Linked DNA regions of Mus musculus: all the other regions are linked to region 2. A link is a contact called in public promoter capture Hi-C data. All regions are on one chromosome and are shown on one strand. Each heading gives the region's core, a stretch centred on a gene start, on an enhancer-like site or on the middle of the called end of the contact. The rest is flanking DNA. Distances are from core to core; before and after follow the strand shown.

Region 1 (4,210 bases), core at 793-3,292, 5.4 Mb after region 2:
AAGCAACACCTAAGGAATCCAGCCTCGGGACATGTCCCTCCAGCCCTGTGCCTTTCGTATCAGCAGCTGCAAGGGCCGACCATGAAAACTTCAGCCACTGGCAAGGCTGCTGTGTTCCTGGAGCTGATGTGAAGTACGATGCCTGCCATGCTGAGGACACAGAACCAACCAAGAGGCGTCTTTAAGGTCTGTCTGGCCTCGCTTTCTCTTCCAAAGTCCAAGGACCTGACCATGGGGAGCACGCCTGTAAAGAATGTAATAGGCTACGGCTACATCCCTCTAATGCCTGGAAACAAGTCCAGAGGTGACACCACACCCAGAGCCCAAAGGGACTGTCCTGGATATCGTGTTTTTCAAGCCACTTTATTCCTCTGAACATCATGTAGTCTTTTTTTGGTTTGTTTGTTTGGTTTTTTCGAGACAGGGTTTCTCTATAGCCCTGGCTGTCCTGGAACTCACTTGTAGACCAAGCTGGCCTCGAACTCAGAAATCCGCCTGCCTCTGCCTCCCAAGTGCTGGGATTAAAGGTGTGCGCCACCACCGCCCGGCGGTAGCAAGCTTTGAGGCTCATTTGTTTACCTGTCCTCCTCCTTTGCACATAGTGAGTTCTGATACCCTTTTCTCCTGTGCTTGTGCCAGGTAAGGGGAACTTCAGAGGGAGGAAGGGAAACCTGCTTCGCCCGCCATGTTAAACTTGTCACAGAAGAATCAAAGACGCTGGTAACCGGGGCAGATGAAAGCCATCCCTACACAACTGTATCATTCAACCTTGGGGGAATGGGGATATCGGTCCCATCCCTGGCTTTCCTAACTTTGGCCAACCATTATCACCCAGGGATCTGTCCTTCATAAGCTGCAGCTCAGTGAACAGGTGCCTTTGTGTGTGTGTGTGTGTGTGTGTGTGTGTGTGTGTGAGAGAGAGAGAGACAGAGAGAGACAGAGAGAGAAACAGAGACAGAGAGACAGAGTGAGGAGCAAGTGGATAGAAAAACCCTGGTGGCATCATATGAATTCCTGAAGTGATGTTCCCAGGCAAATGACATCACCTCACTTAAGGGTTTATTGAAGGAGAAAATGCTGTGATATTTCTCTAACACACAGGACTACAGCCAAGCCATCTCTAGAACAAAAGCTGTCAACCCGATTCCCTAAACATCCTTTGTCGTGTTACTTCCTTGTCGTGGGTGACTCCCCAAATCCTCTTACGTAATTTTTCATTTCTCATCGAGTTTTCAGTACACCTCTAAAGAAAGAGGCCTACCTTGGCTAACTAACTACGTTATTTTATTGTATAGGGTCTCGCCTGGGGTCGTGTGTATCCAAGAGCCCTACCCTAACTACCTTCCTCTTTCCCAGCTAGTACTCAGTTATTGTTCTTCTCCCTTCCGGCTGACCACCCGCGCTTCTTGTGCACATAATACGATGCTCATCTTTTGAGCTTTTTGCTCGGTACCTCCTAGCAGAGATCCACCAGTTCATCTTGGATCCCTGGCTCAATATGTTCTCCATTCTTTCCAGCTTTCTTCGAATTGTCCTCTAACAATGAGCTAAATCTTTGCAAGACCTAAGACCCAGTAAGGATTTATGCAAATCAGCCCATTTTAGCATTTGCTAACCAGGAACTCTAGTACCAGTTCCTGGTTTCCTCTGGCAGGAACCATACACCAGCGGGCTTCTCCTCCCCCAACGCGTCTAGAACAGATGCACGCAGTTGCGCTAACACACAGCTTGGACCTGCAGCCTGCAGCCTGCAGCCGCGGCAGGTGCGGGCAGCCGGGCACCAGGTGTCAGTCATCGGATGTCGCAGGCCCAGTGCACACGGTCCCGGGGCCTCGTTCGGCCAGGGTTCGCCAGCACAGGAACCGCGTAGGGCCTCGAACCGAGCCACCTCCGCTCCACCAGCCGATGGTCCAGCCGCCCGCAGGCTCCAGGCGCGGTTGCGCAGCACTAGGGACAGATGCGGCCCGGGAGATGCCCCGCGGGGTCGAGAGCCACTCACCTGACCTGATGCTGCACACCCGAGAGGATCCGACCGGCGACTGCGACCAGCGGAGGTTGGGGCGGGACAGTGGCGGCGCCGCACTTCCGGCCCGGGGGCGGGGCGGAAGGAGCACCGGCGAGCCCGGCGCGACCAACCGTGGCAGGGGGTTGCTGCAAGCGTTTCGAAGACCCGGAGGACCCAGGCAGCCAGCGGCGGAAACTAGCCTGGCTGCACGACCCGACGAACTCAGCCCCTGTAGCCGCGAGTACATATTCCCCAGCTCACTGGCACGGCATCCTCCTGCCGCAGCCGCGCCGGCTTGCTGGTCTCCCCGGCTCCCAGCGCAAGTCCCGCGCCCCTTCCGCATTCCCGAGCCGAGGGCGGAGCGCCAGCGCTGGAATTTGACCCGGGTGGGCTGGGAGCCGCCCTGGTTTGGGGGTCCCCTGGCGCCTGCAGCGGGCAGCCCGAAGTTGCCTGATTTAGCAGAGGGCAGTTGGCCTGGTTAAACTGAGTTTTAGATAAACAATGCTCAAGAGAAGGAATGTAATCCGGAAGAGGGCGGCGGCTGAGCACTCTCCAGTGGGCTCCAGAAACGTTCTCGCTTATTTGAAATTGCACTCCAGCCAGTGGCCTTTACTTTCTCCCCGCCGGGAGGTCATATTCTAGAAGTCTGATCAGAAATTCCGTGTCAGACGGTGGTGGCGACACCTTTGATTCCAGCACTTAGAAGGCTGGGGCAGCATCTCTGTGAGCTGAAGGCCAGCCTGGTCTACAGAGCTTAGTTCCAGGACAGCCACGCTACACGTAGAAAACCACCTCCCTTCCTACCCCACTTCCAAAAGAAATTCCTCCAAGGCAGGAACACTATGGTCTCCAGCACTGAGTATCCGTGTACTTCACAGCAGTCCAGACAATACAAATACAACTTAGGGGCCAGCAAGATGGCTCAGCAGGTAAAAGTGCCTGTTAGCACGCATGACTGAGTTATTTTCTCAGGGCCCACAGAGAACAACCAATTCCTGTAATTTGTTCCTTGAGCCCCGTATGCAGGTACCAGGGAATGTGCAGCCTCCTCCCCAAACTAGTAGATAAAATGTAAAATAAGATAATAATCCTAATAAATTGAGGGTGGCTTTAAATATGCGCTTGAAAAAATCAGGGTCTGGGATTGCGTAGGTCAGAGGTGGAGAATAGGCGCCAGGTGGTACTGATGCTGTATCTTTGATCCTATTTGTCCTCAAAAATCATTGCTTAAATAATTATGTTTCTTATAAAGTTATGGCACTTTCAGGGTTTGTTACATAAGTCTACCACCACTTCCTAGATCCTCACCCTAGGCAATGTAAAATCAGTTAATGAGCAGGATGTGGTGGGCACAGGCCTTTAACCCTGGCATTCCAACGGGTAAACTTAACACAGCAAAAGTCCCTCTCAAAAACCCAGAGTGCGCACAGGGAGGTGGGTCAGTGGCTAAGAGTACTTGCTATGCAAACAAGAGGACTCAAGTTTGAAGTCCCAGCACTCATGTAAGGGCCAGGCTTCCCCTCTTTCCAGGGAACCACAAATCGGCTCCATACATAAACACCCCCCTCTCCCACATTTCCAATTTCTGTAGCAAACGAAGGAAGCGCTCCTATTTCAAATGAGGAAGATGACATTTTAAAACAACCTGGCCACATGAGGGCGGGCGCAGATCCACTTGGGTACCAGGTGGGGTTTGGTTAACCACACCCAGCTCCAGATAGACTAGACGCTGCTTTTTATCATAAAGGGACCATTATGAACAGCATGAATTCATTTTATAAATGAATAAATAGGTCAACAAAGAATAAGTAGCTTCGGGGACTGGAGAGATGGCTCAGCGGTTAAGAGCTCTAACTGCTCTTCCGAAGGTCCTGAGTTCAAATCCCAGCAACCACATGGTGGCTCACAACCATCCACAACGAGATCTGGCGCCCTCTTCTGGTCTGAAGACAGCTACAGTGTACTTACATATATTAAAAAAAAAAAAAAGTAGCTTTAAAGCCGTGCTGTAGCAAAACTGGGACTTGAAATGCTGAGAAAGGTCTCGCTGGGTGGTGGGTGGCAGCAGCTCAGGGCTCAGCACAGCCAGGGCTGCGCCCTGGGGGAGGGGAGGTAGTGGGAGGAAGAGGAAAAAACACCAGTAGGCCAGAGCACTCCAAATCCAGTAGGCTCCTCTATACTTCCCTAGTCCCTCCTAAAACGAGC
Region 2 (4,472 bases), core at 1,861-4,360:
CCATTTTCCTCTTTTCCAGGACCTTTATGAGGAAACACACACTTGGAATTCTTTTTTTACAAACTTTCTTCTTCAAACTTCCTTCCAATACTGTCAACATCTAGGAAAAGTAAAATGCTACAAAAAACAATAAACTAACTTTATAACATACTAGACTTTAAGGACAAAAAAGTGTTTTTTTTTCTGTGAAATATCCAATTTCAAATCTAAATTATTGGTCGAAGTATTGCTATGATTTAAGCAACCAAAAAAATTGATAAATCTTTTTATGCACTAAAGCCACTAAAAGGTCTGCTTTAGAATTCATTCTACAATTATAAAAGAATTATGACTAAGACTGAAATAAAACTGCAAAGTAATGATACTTATCAAGTCATTATTCATATTAAAAGAAAACTGTTAATCTCAGAATGGCTGAGTCACTCCTGAAGAAACCAATGGTGAATCCAAATAATTCAAATAAACCTAGCAGATCATCAAGTAATTCTGCAAAAGGGGATGTGTAAACAACCTACACTTAAACACATGTAAAGATCAGGTAAGTGATTATTGATATGGTCAACCAAAAGATCATGCGCACTGTGGATTCTAAATCCCCCTACTTAGTGTAGAACTGGGCATTTAAATTCAGAGGCTACCATTGTACCAAATTATCTTTGACTAACAAAGTAACATTAAGGAGGAAAGCATCAAACTCCAAATGTCAAACTCCTACTCCAATCCTCTCGAATTTCTCCCTCCCTATCTTTCCATCTCACCCACCTTTCCAGAAGTCTCTGAACAACTGGGCATTTAAGTCTATTCACCTCAATGTATCTTCTCACCTCAGGATTTACCCAACCACTCCCATTTGCATAACTTTCCCTAGGCAACTTGAAAGGAGCCTTTTTCCCTTAAAAGCTTCCACAGACATGCTACTCCCTCAAAGTACCACTTACCTGCCCTTTTCAGTAGTATTGGGATCATTTTTTTGGTAACACATAGTCTGTTGTATAAACACAGTTATTATTTAACATCAAAAATAAGTGGTCTATATGGATACTGCACAATGTAGTATTTCCAATCGTTTTTAAAACCTGTCTCATAAAAGACTTTTCACACATGTCTATGTGGTACAGATAATTTTCTCTTACAGTCAAAAGAGAAAAAGCAAACCACACAAAATATCGTAAAAATGTTCATTAAATCGCTTCTATTACCTATGGCTACTACAGTACTATAAGAACTTCTCAGCAAACCCCGCCCACTCCCTCCCCCCCTCCCCCCCCCAAAAAAAACCAATCAGGCAATACAGAAATTTGCTGCAGGAAAATACACACTACCCGAGGTTCTGAGACACTGTCTAGTGTCTCCCTTGTAGCCCGGGTTGATTTCAAACTTTGGATGGTTTCTGGACTTCCAGAATGCCGGGATTATAAGTGTGGTTCACGACCCAATTCCAAAGATATTAGAGCTGCCTTAAAATCACAATCAAGTTCTTGTCTAGTAAAGAGAAACTTGTGAATGTACTGAAACACCTGCAGGGCATGTGACTAGCAGAATACCCAATGTTTATAAGCCCTAAAACTATTTAAGATATAAAATCTTTAAGTGTCTGGAACTATTTTAAATTGTTCCCACAAGGACAATTCAGCTATTTTCATTTGGACTAACTCTTACACTACTATTAATGGGTTTACTTTTTCTCTTAGTACTGGAATCGATGTGCGCCTAAGGAAAATTGTTTTCATCAGTTCCTGAAATTAAAACGCAAGGTATTAACTTTCGGGGGGGGGGGAGGGGGGCACTTTACATTTAAAGATAGGAAGGATCACGTTTTCTCTTTAGCTCCATTCTTTTGGTTCTCCTTAAAATAAAGTAAATTGTTCTGTGTAACGTTTCGTTTCCTACACACTGAGAAGGCAAACCGCCTTGGATCTGAACAAGAATCACCAAGCCACTGTCTATCACAGTCAATGCTCCAAAGTCAACAGTTCCAGAGCTGTGTGGCACCTTAGCAGCTTTCTCGGGATACGCAGGGAAACCGCAAGCGTAAGCGGGTCACAAACGCTGAAAGAATTCTTCAGTAAAGACAGTGTGCACTCAAGGACTGGGTCCTCCGTACCTAGGGACAATCCGAGCTGACACAAGGGACCCACTACCATTAACCTCTGACCATGCATGCCCCAGCTGACGCACAGCTTTCTGCCGCGCGCCTGGGGGCCGTGCCAACACGCGGGGTCAGTCCCAGCCAGAGACTCTGCTGCCTGGTCTCCCGGCTCAGCCAGAGTCCCGCACCTGACCGGGAAAGACTCCGGGCGAGGCCGCGACCGTGAACGCCTCCTCGCCCGCGGCGGACCGCGCCTGCCCAAAGCCGCCGAACGGCGCCCACTGGCGCCCGCCGACTAGGGAGCTCCGGCTCCCAGTCGCCCTCCCGCACCGCCCGACCGCACCGCGCCGCGCCGCGGCCGCCCCTGGGGCAAGGACGCCATGCGGGCCGGCGGGCAAGGCGCGGGCGGGCTCCCACGGCGCCCCCGCGGGGCCGCAAGATGGCGGCGGAGCCCTCCGCGGCGCCCGGCGGCTCCCTCCCCTCCCCTCCGCAGCGCAGCCCAGCCCGGCCCGGCCCGGCCCGGCAGCGGCGGACGGCGAGGCGCGGGGCCGAGGGACGCAGCGGGGCCGCGGCTCCGACGCTCGGCCGGGGCGTGGGGGAGGGGAGCACGGCCCGGCCACCCCGCCGCCGCCCGCCAGCCCCAGCCCCAGCCTCAGCTCCGCTCCGGAGCGTCCCAGCCAGCCTACCTTTGAATTTGAGGTCTGAAGGAGGGTCGAGGACCAGGATCTGCTCGTGCTTCGCCATGGCCCCGGAGGCGGACGCCATAGGAGACAGCGCAGCGCAGAGCGGGGGCGCGCCCGCGGCGGCGGTTCGCTGGCGGGGGCGAGGGGACGGTGGCGGCGCCGGCTCCGCGGAGCTCTAGGACGGGGCCAGGCTCACGATTCCCGAAGCTCCGCGCCTGCTGCCGGGCCGCGGGGGTCCCGAGGGCAGCCTGTCCGCTCAGCAGCTCCGGGTGTCACAACTGACTCAACCCCACACCAGCCGCCGCGGCCACGCGCACTGCGATCCTCGGCGCCCCACGTGACGGGCCCTACGTGCCTACGTGCGCGCCCCCGCGGCCTGGAGCCCTCGTGCTGGCCCCGCCCTCCGGGCCTAACTGGGGGGTGGGAGGGGTCAACGCTGAGCTAGTGCGCCTGCGCACCTCCGACTTGGCCGCAGCTCCGGGCGCCGCGCCGCTGTCAATCTCCGTAGAGCAGGGTCGGGGGGGCGGAGCGGGGCTCTTTGCGGGGAGACGCGGTGCACGGCGCCCCGGGAAGGGGGTGTCGTTCTTGGGGCCCTGGAGCTGCGAGTGCGGGGCTGGAGCGCCGACTACGACGCTACCTCACGGCGTTCCAAGTGGAATTCCGAACGGAAGAGAGTCATGAAGCGCCGGGTACCTCGACTCCCAGCATGCCCTGTGCGGGCGGCGCCTCCGCGGTGGCTGCTGGGAACCGGGAAGGCGACCTGGGTCCGTTGGAGGCGAGTGGGTGGGGCCGCTGACGCGGCTTTTGGCTCGCCGAGGGCGTCTTGTCTGCCCTGGAAAAGAGAAGGGTTTTTGCAGGCTGCCTGGAAGCCAGGCATCCCAGGAGAGACCGCCCTTTGGGAGAGCGGCAGGGCGTGTCCCTCTGGTCTGCTGGGGATTCCTTCCGCCCTCAGCGAACGTGCGCTCCGTTCTGCCTGCTGTTCCAAGACTGCCTCCTCCCCATCTCCCTCCTGCCCAGCCAAAGGAAACACATCTCGCTCACAAGCGAACGAGTTCCAGGGGAAATCTGTGCCAGGCACAGTTTCTCTACAAGGGTAGAAACGAAATCTCTGTTCCTACAGCGTGGAGTTCACGTGCTGTATCTACAGTGTGGTTCACTTCAAACTCATACCCAAATCTGTTTGCCACATTCTCGTGCTAGGGACGAATTTTATCTGTATCACTTAGGAGAGCCTGTACCAAATGAGAAAAAAAAAAAAAAATGCCAAGCAAGTTGCTGACAGATATTCAGCCCCTTGCCAGGGTATCCAGGGACGGGAAGAGCAAACAAAACAAATGGATGTGCTGTAAAAACCTTTATTGTGTCCTATGGTGCTGCTTGAATTTAAATCTCTAGGAAGCTCCGTGCGAAACAAAGCACATATTCATGCTTCTGCCACGAAAAGGCACTCTAGATTGCTTGGAAGTAAATGTCGAAATGAGCAGTCTAGAATACAGCTAATTAGACTTTTTCAACTTGCCGCCCCGACACCTGAAAAACTTTCATGCCACTCGAGGTATATAGGATATAATAGTGGTATAAAGCAAACATTGGTCGTTTAAAAAAAAAAGTTTGTTTTCTTTCTTTGAATGCTTACTTTGTATCCTAACCTAAAAAATGAATTTTGAAAAGAAGCAGACCAAAAATCCATTTAAGACAAA
Region 3 (4,122 bases), core at 389-2,888, 5.6 Mb after region 2:
AGATGGGTTGGAGGAAGGAAAAGGAAGGTGAAATGCTGTAATTATATCCTAATTTCAAAAATAAGAATTATTAAAAATAAAAACAAAAACAAACAAACAAACAAAAGAATATGCCGTTCCATGGCTTGTAAGGAGAGGCTGCAGTGCACGGTGGGGAAACCCCGAAAGGACACAGAAAGATATTCTTAAACAAAACATCAAGACAGCTTGCAACTCTAGAGTCAAAACATCTCGGGCCAAACTACATTAGGGGCAACAAGGTCTTCTCTCTTTGAAATGAAAGATACATCTAGACTAGCAGACCGATGATTGGTGGGGGAAGGTTCTTGGCCATGAAACTGGAAGGTGGTAGGGTCAGAAGGTGAGGAAAGACTCTGGGCAGTGAAGCAGATGGGAGTTGGGTGTGCCCCAACTTTACAGGTATCAGCTGGGGGAAGTCGAGGAACAGTCAACAAATATTTAATTAGTTCCTCTTCTGCCTCAGTAGTAGCATGAAGCAGGCAGCCACTAGAGAATGAGGAAAATACTATAAACATGAACCAATCCTTCTGAGTAAGGTGTCAAAGCCCAGAGGGGGCGGTGACAGAGGAAGGGCGGGTTGTCTGCTGCTTTCTGCATGATGAGAGGAAGGAAGCGTGAGAATATTTCCCTCCCAAGGTAGGAGGTAATGAAACTATCCCGAGAGAAACAGGAAAAGTCAAGAATGAGAAGCTAGAGAACAAACAGTAACAGCGTGTTCTACAGTCTGGGCTGCAAGCTACATTGGGCTCCCAATGGGAATGAAGGTGTAGCTGTTCCCAGTGCATTGACTTGGGGATTGAGGACTGGGTTCTCTGGGTTTAATTGCACTTCCCCACAGCGGAGGAGTAGTATTTCTCGAGCATTTACGGGAAACTTTCAACCTTGAAAACATTTCTTTCACTGGTAGATCAGATGAAGAGCCACGCTGAAGTGAAAAATCCCAGTAGGTTTGGGTGTCTCTGTGGACCTTGGTAACTACTGAGGCAATCTGGTTGAATTCCACACGGCGGTACTTAGGCAGGGAAACGAAAGGTTTCCCGGGTCCCAGCACAGACTATGCTCACCGCGCTTCATTGTTGCAAAGAAACTGCTGTGCCCAGGCCCATACCGGAGAGAGTTTGTATAAATGCATGGCTCAGCGGCCGGAAGACTGTGTCACACTGTTCATGCTCGCGGTGAGCACGAAGAAATTAACAAGCATTTAGAAGTGATGCCATGGCCTTCCATCGAAAGAACCAGCTGCAGATATACAAGACGAAAAACAGCCGCCGTCACTAACACTCGCAGCTGCAGCCGTTAAAGTGCACTTTTTAAGTAGGCGGTGTTATCACCGAGCTCCAAGGGTAAATAAGGAAAGATACGGGTTCTGCAGTGATCCCATGATGGTGCACTCGCGTTACGCGGGGACACCATTATGCAGCAGACCGTTTGCACTCTTTTTTGGTAGCTGGACTCTGAAGCCCGACGCAGCGCCGCAAGGTTGCCATGGGGACCGGAGGAAACTTTTTTTTAAAGCGCCCTTCTGAGGCCGGCGCCGGCGTCGAGCTGCTCTCTCCCCGGAGGGGCCCAGGGCTCCAGGCGCGCGGCCGGCGGGGGCGGAGCTCGCGTCACGTGGCCGGGCCGGGGCGGGGCGTGCGCGCAGTCTACCGCCAGCTCGGCCGCCGCCGCCGCTGCTGCCGCCGCCGCGTCCCATTCATGAGGCCCGGCGGGCTCCGCTGTAGCCCGCGGCTTCGGAGGCGGCGGCCCCGCCCCCTGCTCCCCCGCTTCTTGGGGCATCCCTGCGGGGCTGCACAACAGTCCGCCGAGTGAGAGCCGCGCGCGGTGCCGCAGGTAAGCGGGCCGGAGACAGCGCCGGGGCTTCCCGGGGGGCCGCGTCCCCGCTCGCGGCCTCGCCTCGCGTGGGCCACGTAGCCGCGGCCGCGCCGCCTGAGGACGCGCGGGCGTCTGCGGAGACCCTCACGTCGGCAGCGGTCCTCCGAGCCGCGGGCGGCGCGCCCGGGGACCGCAGCCCCGGGCCTGGGGGAGGGGAGCGGACGCCGGCGCGCGGTCGCGGTCATCCCCCGGCCGGGACTGGCGAGGTGCAGTTATTCCCTCAGGCCGTTGGCTTGCCCGCCGCCGCCGTCGCCGTCGCCGCCGCCTCCTGCAGGCCGCGGACCTGGTTTAGATGTGAGTAGCCTGTTGCCGGCGACCCCCGGGGCCCTGGAAGGTTCTGTCGGCTGTGGGAACCGGAGCTCTGAGGCCCAGTTTTGAGCGCCGCGGATCCACCCCAGCCTAAGAAAATTATTTTCATTCAAATTTAGGATGGCGTTTCGGAGCCATAATTATGCAGAACAAGACTAGGAAGATCGCCCTCGCTTTCAGAAAGTACTGGAACGCAGGATACTTGGAGAGGCACTGAGGGATTACTGAACAAGCGGCCACACACTTATTTTAATGCATCTTTGAGACTTAAAAAAAAATTAAAAATGGAAACTGAGGCTCTTGCATGGCGCTGAAGCTCATTTGCCCAGCAGTAGGGATGCTGGTTAAGTTGGTACCGAACCTCGCCTCACTAATTTAAAACGTTATGATAACACAAGTTGAATTTTGAAATCTATTTTGGGATCATTTGCCGGTTAGTGTCTGTGTTGATCCGACATTGATTGCTTTCACTGGCTTAAAACTACGAATCGTGGCAGGTATTGCTAGACTGGGTTAGCAACCCAGCCAGCCACCAAGTGTGGGAGGAAACAGGTGTTTTAGCCCTCGTTGGGCTGCCCTGCCCGGTGTGCCCTCTCACATTGCCCGTGGGTAGCCTCCTACGGGCTTCCTCCTAGTTAAATGTGTTCTTGATTGTGGTTTATCGGCCCCAGCGATCTTCAAGTTCGAGGTAGTAGCAGAATAGCTGTAGCATGCTAGAAATGAAATGGCTGGGTCTACTTTCGCGTTTGTGGCAAAATTGAGATTCGGCAGAGCAGCTGTATGCTTAAGAGGCTCTGGAAATGGGAGCATTTGAAAACCCTTGAACGCCAAGTGCAGTTAAGCAGATAAAGGGATAAAGGTCGGAGCTTTGTTTCTTGAATGGCTGTATGCTTGTTCTCCTTGCTTAGCCTTGTGCGTTTTGGTTTACTGACTGGACTATCCCCTGCACTGGGCACAGGATCCCCGCAGGCAAGACTCCAATAGCTGTTTATTACTAAGCACAGAGGCTGGCTTTTAGAAGAGCTTTGGTTGGGGCTTCTTGAGTGAAGAGAAGAAGCTGCAAGCAGTTTGTCCTTGTAGGTCACTGGGAGCCAGTGGAATGAAATGAAATCATCAAATTTTCTTGTATGGTATGCCTTGGATGGGATAATCTTGGTGCTATCACGGGTCAGAGGTGGTCAAAGGTTAGGCCAGTGAACATTACGGTGGACATTTTGTTGTGTTTAAATATTAATATTGGACTTAAATATAGTATAGGTCACTGCAGCTATCCTCTCTGATGGTGTGCATAATATACTTCAGAAGTGGGACAATGAGTTGGAACCCTTCTTGCTGGGAGGTGCACTGGTGCCTCCCTTAGGTGTTCAGCAGCCTGTGGGCAAGATCTTAAGTCTAAGTTAAGCCTATGTGTCTTGTCTTTGAAATCCTCTGTCTGTCCCCAGGGCCTGTTGTCACTTTGTTTAGGGGTGGGGCTGTAGGAAGTGTACCCTCTCAATCAGCTGGTCAGCAGGGTTGCAGGAGTTGATTTGCAACTTTGCTTTAGCTGTGTCTGACTCCCTTCATTGCTAAGTAAATTAATACTTTTGGCTTAGGTTCAGGGTCCTAGGACCTGTCACCTTCATGGCAAAATAGCTTATAGCTTTGTAGTCGGGCCTTCAGTTGTCAGAATCCAGTGTAAACAATGTCTCATTAAAACATTGGAATGGGGGCTGGAGAGATGGCTCTGTAGTTAAGAGCATTGACTGCTCTTCCAGAGGTCCTGAGTTCAATTCCCAGCAACCACATAGTGGTTCACAACCATCTGTAACGGGATCTGACGCCCTCTTTTGGTGTGTCTGAAGACAGCTACAGTGTACTCATATATATAAGATAAATAATTCTTTAAAAAAATTGGAATAGCTGGAAGATATACCCTGCAGT

Evidence for each region. Promoter capture Hi-C pulls out the DNA fragments that hold promoters and counts their contacts.
Region 1: a promoter capture Hi-C map of pre-B cells shows a contact between it and region 2, with 2.6 times the contacts expected there. The contact joins the promoter of Myl12b here to the promoter of Vapa in region 2. A contact is called at or near these places in 2 of 39 promoter capture datasets (liver and pre-B cells) and 1 of 484 Hi-C or Micro-C datasets (regulatory T cells).
Region 3: a contact with region 2 is called in a promoter capture Hi-C map of pre-B cells, with 2.5 times the contacts expected there. The contact joins the promoter of Lpin2 here to the promoter of Vapa in region 2. A contact is called at or near these places in 1 of 39 promoter capture datasets (pre-B cells) and 1 of 484 Hi-C or Micro-C datasets (CD4 T cells).

Annotation. Positions count from the first base shown.
Region 1 is chr17:70,988,474-70,992,683 of GRCm38.p6, forward strand. It overlaps Myl12b (myosin, light chain 12B, regulatory), which reads right to left and starts at 2,043. Exons shown (of 4, transcript NM_023402.2): 1 at 2,000-2,043.
Region 2 is chr17:65,610,445-65,614,916 of GRCm38.p6, forward strand. It overlaps Vapa (vesicle-associated membrane protein, associated protein A), which reads right to left and starts at 3,111. Exons shown (of 6, transcript NM_013933.3): 1 at 2,776-3,111. The coding sequence starts at 2,854.
Region 3 is chr17:71,181,894-71,186,015 of GRCm38.p6, forward strand. Lpin2 (lipin 2) reads left to right here and starts at 1,639. Exons shown (of 20, transcript NM_001357791.1): 1 at 1,639-1,851.